Linked DNA regions of Hordeum vulgare: region 2 is linked to region 1. The links are chromatin contacts, called in public Hi-C maps. All regions are on one chromosome and are shown on one strand. Each heading gives the region's core, a stretch centred on a gene start, on an enhancer-like site or on the middle of the called end of the contact. The rest is flanking DNA. Distances are from core to core; before and after follow the strand shown.

Region 1 (5,169 bases), core at 303-2,802:
CTTTTCTGGTTTTGGGAATTTCTAGAAGATTCCCTGATCCGATTTTACTTTTCATTTACTTTTTCTTTTTTTTCTTTTTCCTTTTTTCTTTTTTATTTTCCTTTTTTCTATTTCTGTTTCAAGAATGTTTTGGATTTTCAAAAAATGTTCTGAAATTTGAAAAACTGTTCCGGAATTTGAAAAATCTTCCTGAATTTGATAAAATGTTCCGGAATTTAAAAAAACATTCTGAAACTTGTATCAAAATGTTTCAATTTTTTTTAAAAAAGTTCCAGAGTTTTGAAAAATATTCCGGAATTTGAAAAATGCTCCCGAATTTTGAAAAATATTCCAAAATTTAAAACAATGTTCTAGAATTTTCAAAAAATGTTCCAGAATTTGAAAAAAGTAAAACAATTATTAAAAAAATTGAAACAAAAAAGTAAGCTGGGCAAGCTCAATTGGGGCGAGCCGAAGATGGGCTAGCCCAGTTAAGGGCGCCACCCATGTGCGGCGCGCGACTCCTTGGTGCAACACGCGGCGAATAGGAGGTCCTGCCGTAGTGAGCAGCAGGTAGGAGTTCCCACTCCTATTTGCCGCATCCCCGTCGCACATGGGGTACTGACTAGGCCAGCCCATTCAATGCAATGCGAAAATAAGTGTGAAAACGTAATAAGTGAGCACCCTAGGAATCGAACACAGCAAGACCTCCTTGTGAGAGCTTGGTGCTAGCCACTGCACTAGAACATAATACAACGGAAATCTAAAATATACTAAGAATAGTTCCGGAATGAACATTGTTTGACAAAATCCTGATTTTTGTCTTCCAAATTTTGAGTAATTTTTTGAAAATGCGTTCTGAATTTAAATGCGAGCAGTTGCTGAAAAATTTAATCTTGACAACAAGTTTTGGAAAATCCTGAACCAATTCATAAATGCGAGCAATTTTTGAAAACATGAACATTTTTTGAATCTTGAGAACAAATCCTGAAACAGAGAAATATTTTGAAAAACTCTGAACAAATTCATAAATGCGAAAAAATTTGTGAAAATTATGCAACTTTTGAACAAAAATAAAAACACACAAAAATAAAGCAAAACTAAGAAAGAAGAAACAAAAAAGGAAAAGGAAAAAGAAATATTTAAAAATTGTGAATTTTGAAACAAACAGGAAAATAAAAAAAAACAGTCCAAAATGGTTTCGGAACCTTCTGAAAGATTCCCAAAACCGTTAAAAACCAGGGATGGAACTTTCCAGAAGGTCCCCAAAACCAAATACGATCTACTCATTAGCTATCTTATCAGATGGGCTGGCTCATTTGTTCGGTAGTGTTGCCGCTCTATGCGTTCACTCGACAGCTTGACGGAGAAAAGGTCAAATAGGAAATTCCAATACTACAAAGCCCACATTCCACCTCCGTAATGGGGCAGCCCATTTTATATTTTGTTTCCTTTTCTAAAACGCTGCAAATACGCGACCTGAGTTGGAATTCGGAAGGTCTTATTGGACCCGCTTTGCGGTAAATTGCCTCCGCGAAGCATGGAGGGAGTGCCGAATGGGCCGGCCCATTTACATGCCATGGCCCATAACGCTTGCCCCTCGAGATGTCGTGCGCTAATGAAAACTATTCAGTGCGAAATCTAAAAGCATATGCTAGATCCTATTTTTTCAAACTTTTTTGACTGTTGTTTTGAAAAATATGAGAAAAGTTATTAAATATGTGAGCAATGTTTGAAATCATGAAAATAATTTTGAAATACTGAAAAAACTGAACACTTATCGAAACATATGAACACATTTCGAAACTGGAACACAATATAGAGATCCAGAGGAGTGGTGGCATGGCGGCGGCGGCGGGGGCGAAGAGAGAGGCGACGGAGGCGAGGAAAAAAGGGTGCGGCGGCGGCGGGGAACCGACAGAGACGAAGAGAGAGGCGACAGAGACGACTTTTGGCGGGTCTCCGCGTGCGTGTTTTATAGAACACGCCGAACGCTGCGCGTCAAAACTGTCACGTGCATTACTATTTTTTCACGTGCGTACAGTTTTTGTAGCGCGCCTAACTTTCCCGGACCTACTCGAACGGCCAACCGGGCGTGCGCGCACACAAAAGCCGTGTAATTTCCTGTGGACGCTAGATCTAGCGTGTTTGTTGGAGATGCTCTTAGACATATTCACGTTTTCATTTTTGAGAACACATACAAACACAAAACGCTAATACATACGCATATACATATACCCTTATGAATACATGCACGCATGAACACTTATGAAAAGCTAGACTTACACATCATTTTAAGATTGACGAAGTTGTCACGGATACCTTCGTAATCTCCCACTGGGCGCACATGGCCGCAATGTCTGAAATTAATTCAGAAAAATGCAAAGGCAAGTGAAAAGTCTTGGGCTTGAACCCTGATGGGTTGAAGATATAATTGTCCTCCTAACTATTCATCCAGAGTTGGTTCATGACAAATATTTGTGTAATTAAAACAAGTATCGTAACATTGAATAAAATGTGCATTGCATTTTCTAAATATTTACACATTACAAAATGTTTTTACAAAAGTATTTATAGAATGTAAAAAAATCATGCTTAATTTTAAATAAACATTGGTATCATTCAATTTTTTCAAATGCTCTTAAAATGTTTAACAAGTATTTGAAAGTATCAAAATTAAGCGTGTATAAAAATGTATTTGTACTTAAATGGATGTTTGAAAAATGGTAAACGTGTATAAAAATGTTTTTAAGTATTTAAAAAAAATGAAGCATGTATAATGTGTATGAAACAAAATATACAGTGTATGCGAAACAAAATAGGCATCAAAACATATTTTTAATATACATTAAAAAAGTTAAGCATGTATATAAAAATGTTCCTCATATATACCAAAAATTAAAACAAAACTCAGTGAGTACAAAAAAAACCCTAAGAAAAACAAAAAAACGAAAAACAGAAGAGAACCACAAGAAACAGTGAAAACCCAATAAAAAGACCACACAGGGAAAACCTAGCATCACTACTACAGAGGCAAGGCGGAACTTCGTCTGGTAATGGGTGGGACATAGCTCCGACATAATTGTTTTACTCCCTTCATATTAAAATAGATGACTTAAAAATAATTTAATTTTACTTTAATTTTAGTACAACGTTAAGTTTTTAAAATCATTTATTTAAGGTCGGAGGGAGTACTATTTTATACACTTTCTTGCAATAGTGGACTTCTGTAGTAGTGGGGCAGGGCCTAAGAAAACTTAACTTTCTTTTGAGCACCACCTAATAAAGCTTAACCGATCTGCGAAATCGCTAATTTAGGAGTACCCTTTCAAAGATCACTCTTCCCTTTTGAGGTTGGGACAAGTGGCGCACTGTATGTGTGCCACTTATCCCAACCTAAGAATTTTCTCTTTTCGTAGATCTTTATTTTTAAAATGTTTTATCTGTTAAACCGAACATCGAAATGTCGAACCGTTTTCACCGTTGGGTTCCTCGCGTCGAGATCTTCAAAACTAGATCCCATGTTGATAAGTTTTGACGAACTTTTTTTCATAAAAAAACTGGACGAAAAAGCCATGCTTTTCGCGATAGAAAAAAAAAAGCAAATGTGTTTTTTCCATTTTCGAGAGGCACAGCCGTGTCTTTCGTGAAGGCAAAACCGTGCCTCTCCTGAAAGCAAAATCGTGCCTCTCATGATAAAAAAACAAAAAATACATTTTTTTCATTTTCGAGAGGCACGACTGTGCCTCTCGCGAAGGTAAAATCATACCTCTCTGGAAGCACAACCATACCTTTCGTGATAAAGAAAAAACAAAAAACACAGTTTTTTTTTCGTTTTCGAGAGGCACGACTGTGCCTCTCGCGAAGGTAAAATCATACCTCTCTGGAAGCAAAATCATACCTCTCGTGGAAGCAAAATCGTGCCTTTCGTGATATAAAAAAAGAACATGCATTTTTCGTTTCTGAGAGGCATAGCCATGCCTCTCGCGAAGGTAAAATCGTGCCTCTCGCATAAGCAAAATCACGCCTCTCACCACAGAAAAACAGAAAACACATTTTTGTTTTTCGTTTTCAAGAGGCACGACCATGCCTCTTGTGAAAGCAAAACGATGCCTGTCGCGATAGAAAAAAACGAAAAACTTATTTTATTTCCATTTCTGTGAGGCACGACAGTGTCTCTTGCAAAGGTAAAATCATGCCTCTCGCAAAAGTAAAACCGTGCTTCTTGCAGAAAAACAGAAAACAGGTTTTTTCTATAGCGAAAAAAACAGAAAACATTTTTTTCCGAGCAAATTTTTTTTCTGTTTTTTTCTGTCGAAAATCTAAGAAAAATCAGAAACACCAAAAAAACCCAGAAAAAAATCAATCAAAAAAGCTGAAAACGCGTGCGAAATAATAAAAACAAAATCTGAAGGGAACGCTCAGAACGCGACATGTGACGGTGGCTGAGAACGCGTCAAGTAGTGACGCATGGGAGTGATTGATGAAAGGCTCGCGAAGAAATGCTCGCTAACTAGTTGCTCTCTTTGATCTGGGCTTTTGTGACATGTGCTATGATTTTCTGGGCCAGGTTTAGAAACCGAGCTTAGGAGTTAGAATTGCCGTTTTCTGAGTGTAGACGAAAATGGGTTATGCCGAAATTGCTTCAATCCTAACCACTCCAATTATAGGTCTCGAGCATATACCTCCAGAGGGCGATTTTCAATTCAAATACCAATATGTATACCACGACACGAGGCCCCAGTATTCAGTTCTAAAATAAAATCAATTGTACTCCCTCATCTAAAATGTCTTATAAAAGTTTACAGAGGAAGTACTTCGGTTATACTTCGGTCAATAAGGTATCACTAATGGCAAGATTAAATTTCATACTCACATTTGTGTACCTTACCTATTTCTGATCCCAAAACAAGGATAACAGAACAGCTGCCCGTAGTCTACATGCCCCCGACCCCGAGCACAACGGCCGCTGCTAGCTCATGCACAGGACGCATGGATTTGAGTGACATATACCCTAAACAAACGGCTCCCATGCAGTCAACCAGTACAAGTTCCATTCCAAACGACCATGCACAGATTCAGAGACAGACAGGAATAACATACCAAGTGTAGCCACTGAAGTGAGAGCCATGGAATGGAATCAGCGCACACACACGCACCCACTGGCGGGCACATGGCAAGTAAACAATG
Region 2 (4,737 bases), core at 756-3,255, 540 kb before region 1:
ATCCCGCTTCCTCATCCGAACTTACTTTTGCTGACATCTAATTCTACATGACATATGAGTCATCATCATGAGATTATGCATCGTACATACCCTAAGTGTTTGCCGTGTTGGGCTTACGTGCGGCCACTACCGGCGGGTCCTCTTCTTCGGACCTGACGGGACTACGTACATCTCCATCACCACCTCCTTTGGTTTCATCACGACGGTGGTCTACGAAACGGATGAAAACTCGGGTGCGTGCTCACGGCGGTCGGAGCGGAGACAATGGGAAAGGGCAGGCTTTCGCACGAAAACAGCGGGGAAGTCGCCGAATGCACGGGCGCCATATGTGAGCCGGGGTGTCACGATCTAACGTGGTAGCTGTCAGGTTTGCTTCCGGTAAATTGAGACACGATCCGCGGACATGTACTTCACGGACGGTTTGATACACGATGTTGGAGATGCCTTAAAAAAAACTCTGTGGCCTACGTGTGCCCATAATCGCATGTCGAATTTTGGACGGTAGGGAAGCAGCATTGGAAAAGACGTGCCCGATGAACGAAATGAAATGCATCCCGTCCACTCTGTCCCCTGTCCTACGTTGCTGCTCTGAACTCCGACCCGCCGCCTTTGCGGGCTTCTGCGGTCTGAAGGGTTGACGCGTCAGGGCAGCTGGTGCACGCGTGCCGCCGGTGTCCGGTCCGTGTCGAGTCTGACCTGGAGGTGTCAGGGGTGTCGCGGCCTCAGAGGCAGCGCGAGGAGGTGCCGGGCCGGCGGCGCTGGGCAGCGGCGACGTCCCGGGTCATGCCAGAAGACCACGCCTCTCTGTCGATTCCTGCCTGCGCGTCAAGTCAATCCGTCAGCCATAGACGCGTCTGGTTACTGCATTAGGAGTGAAGTTTAAAATAAGCCGTGAGATTAGAGGTCGGCGCAAACAAACCCTCGTCTCTAAATCCTTGAAGTTGGTACCCTGTAGATCCCGATCAATCTCGGCCCTGTTTGGTGTAATAAGATAAGAAAGGCCTAATCCCAGCCCGGATTGATTTCTACTGTCACGTAGTACATGGGCCCATCTGTCATATGCATCTCCTTCCCCAGTCTCTTCCTCAATGCCAAGTGTGGCGAGGCATGACAGGTGTTCGATCTGCTCCCGGAGAAGGACCTACTCTCTTGGGCGGGAGCAGCTGCTTGGCGACGCACTCTAGGTGCCTCTCATCTCAATCTCTTCGTCCAGCCCGTCCAACCCGCGGACGACATTGACAATGGCGGTGACAGGGGTACCGACGGCGGTGGCCTGGGCGCATTGGTCATCCCTGAACTTCGTGAGGTGCGCGACGAGTCTAGCCCGATGAAGGCAGCGAGGTCAGCACCATGTGCTGTTGTTGCTCGCTGCCGCATACTGCTGCTGTTTCTGCTCTCGCCGCCGCGCACATAGAAAGAGGCAAAGAGCAGCTTGCTATACTCACATGGTACAAGCTAAACTCGTACATGGTGACACTCTCGTCCTTGTTGTGTTCTCTGCTAATGCACAACAACACAATAGTGAGCAAAATAACCAGCGCTTTTCATTTGCAACAGCACCCGGAGCTCGTGCACTAGCAGACTAGCTTGGCCTCAAACAAGAAGAACGTTGCCATATATTTGCTCCGAGAGTGCCAGACTCTGGGTCTATGGTCATTGTCCGGTGGCTGCTATCATGTGCTGCTCTCCTCTGCTCAAGTTTGGCGCGCTGCTGGGATGACTTCTGTTGGTGTTCGAGTGCGGGGCCAATGCAGCAGAGACCGTGAAGGACACGCGCCCGCCGTTGTCACAGAAGAAGCGCATACCAGCGACTGTCGTCCCTGCCATCCGCGGGAGAAGGAGCACACGTTATTAGCATCTACGCTATTGCCATTGAGGGATCTGAGAGGAAGAGTGGGAGGAGGAGAGAGATGGGAACGAGAAGCGGATCTGGCCAAACGGGCCGTGTAAACAGGGCCGGTCTGACAGCCCGCGTGCCTCCCATGACACGGGCAATCGTGTTTGGGCCTGGTCCGAAGCACGCCTCGGACCGTGTCTGGGTCTGGAGGCTGGGCACGCAGGTCGGTATGACACGACCTGTTTATTTATATATACATATATATTTAGATTTTTTATATATATATATATATATATATATATATATATATATATATATATATATATATATATAAACTCTATTCATCACCCAGGTGTAGAATAGTTTATTCTTCAATCAAGATAATCTTATGATCAATTTACAAATAAATTACATTTAAAATACAAATATTTATATTCATATTGAATCACTACATAAAATTTGACAAAAGAAAAACAAAAATATAGGTCACAAGACCAAAAAAATGAGTTTATTGTATTGTTTGCACTATTTTTGTATGGTCGTAATTTTACGTGACATAAAATATTTTTACATTGGTTATATTTTTTTAGGTCTCTTTTTATGTATAAAATAAGACAAAATTTACGGAACGTAAAATTACGATGCATTGATGTTAAAATAGAGGGGGGTGAAGAATAACTATTCCCCACCCAGGCTGACGAATAACGCGACCCTATATATATATATATAATATGGCCCAGTTGGCCCAAAAATAAGTCCATGAAGTTAAGAATATACGATGCAACGTGCTAATGGGGCCAACATGCCGGCTCGTTTAATAACCGGGCCGTGTCTGGACCTGGAGGCGCATCCCGCGACCCGACACGGCACAACCCGATTAATAAACGTGCCTGGACGGGCCGTGCCATGCCAGATCCGATTACAACGGGCCGTGCCGGCCCGACCCGTTTGGCCAGGTGTGACGAGAAGAATGGCTATGATATGATGACCCACGTGGGTGAGAGAAGCCAAATCCCATGATTCTGCTTTTGGTTCGGATAGACTGGGATTAGAGAGGACACGGTAGAGACTTCATGAATTTAAATATGAGGGTTTATTTGTTTCTGCCTCTATAATCTCAGGGTTTATTTCAAACTTCATTCATGCATTACCTTCAACCAGGTTCATGGGAAGAAAATGGTCATTGTCGTCGTTCGTAGCAACCATTCATTAAGGAAACGTGTCCTATAGTACTCGATAGTCATTGTCGTTGTTCGTAGCAGCTATTCATGCGAAAATATTTTGAAAATCGAGCACAGAATCAATCAGAAGATCAAACCATCGATGCAATTAATTAGTTAGGCAATTAATTACACATGCAATTAATTCGGCCATTTAAATAGGATTTTTTTACTACACCGAATCAATTTGAAAACGAGTCATTAATGCAATTAATAATTAGCTAGACAGTTAATTATGTGTACACTTAATTTTAAGAAGGGATTTCTAATTAGGCAAATAATTTATTTATTTCATTGAAATTTAAGTAGGCATGTTGAGAATTAGATAGGCCATTAATTATTTCTTTAATTATTTAAGCAAATAGTAATCATGCTGAATTATTTAAAAAGCGCTCGTGGGCAATGATGATCAATAGACTCTCAAGGATATTACAAGGCATCACTTCCCAATAAGGACAACAACCACCATGTGCTTGCTACATGGGTGACCTAGCATTCATCAAGTTGGATGACGACCATGCTCTGTAGGGTGTCCACACGCCGAAAGTTGCCGAAACATTCACGGATAAGGACAATACAACACGACATTGGTTAGATGGTTCATGCTATAGTAAAAAAGAAAGTGTGTCTCATGAATAAGAAGAGAAAAACTAAAGCAACCAAGTGATCCATGATGTTAGAAAAGAAACAAGTGTTCCAAAAAAAAAAGAAAATAGTATTTAAAAAATAAGTAGGAACGAGAACTAAACTTGGCAAGGAAGGACGAAACAAAAAAGATAAGGTGTCACTGATGAACGCACTGAAATTAACGCGGTGCTGGTTGGCGCCAATGAAACGAATTGATGAAGAGGCTATGAGTAGAAGATGCTGGGAAGGACGGGAAATGGAAGGACATCAATTATCCCTTTTAGCAATGAATGATATGTGGGCTGGAGGTGAAGCTTGTGGTGACTAGGAATGTGTTTAGTTTGCCACTAGCCTCGCACGCGAGTACGCATTTTTAATGTTGAATGGACCTTTAAGAAAGCTCTTTATGATTATTTGTTGTTTGTGTCAATAGTATATGTTACTCTAACCCACTCTATCATATTGTAAATATAAAAAGTTTCATCCCTCATGAAATACATGGCAAAGGTGGAGTGAGCGTCATCTGATATTAAAGGAGAAGGCTGCAGTGAAAACTGTCCCGCTAGGGTGAAAATCCGAGCGAAAAGAGGAGGGTCCGATATAACAAAAGAAGGGTGCATCATGGGGTGGAATTTTTGTGTTGAGCCCGCGTGTTGAAAATAACATGACAGATAGCCCATAACAGCCATTTGAGAACATTCCAAATTATAGGAATACCTATTGCGTAGTCACATTTTCATGGAGGTTAATGCTAGAATATTTGTATTTCAGATGAACAGTTTTCATGTATTTGTAACTACATCACTAGAATAGGATACCATTTTTTGAGTATGAGCCTAGATTGTCTAGATATTTATGTTATTCACCATGAAATTGGTTATGTTGAATTTGCTGCAGATGAAGCTTCTCGCAAGATAATTGCTTCTGTTCTACTGAAATCACTTGTGAATTTTATCAGTTTTAAATTTTATTCCTAGGTGTGTTAGGATAATTATGTATTGGCGTTCCTCTCATAGATAGATAAAGCACTCTGCTATATGAGTATATCGGTGG

What was found. A called contact is a pair of places that touch in the nucleus more often than the background predicts.
Region 2: a contact with region 1 is called in a Hi-C map of leaf, with 5 times the contacts expected there. The contact joins two enhancer-like sites. A contact is called at or near these places in 4 of 6 Hi-C or Micro-C datasets (leaf and seedling).

The regions. Positions count from the first base shown.
Region 1 is chr2H:123,533,709-123,538,877 of MorexV3_pseudomolecules_assembly, reverse strand. No RefSeq gene overlaps it. Among protein-coding and RNA genes, the nearest start is that of LOC123429766, 160 kb to the right of the region's middle. Within about 2 kb of position 1,552, at least 3 of the 3 cell types and tissues checked have open chromatin away from gene starts, as enhancers often do. A contact at or near this core is called in leaf and seedling, where this site is marked.
Region 2 is chr2H:124,075,334-124,080,070 of MorexV3_pseudomolecules_assembly, reverse strand. No RefSeq gene overlaps it. Among protein-coding and RNA genes, the nearest start is that of LOC123425485, 11 kb to the left of the region's middle. Within about 2 kb of position 2,005, at least 3 of the 3 cell types and tissues checked have open chromatin away from gene starts, as enhancers often do. A contact at or near this core is called in leaf and seedling, where this site is marked.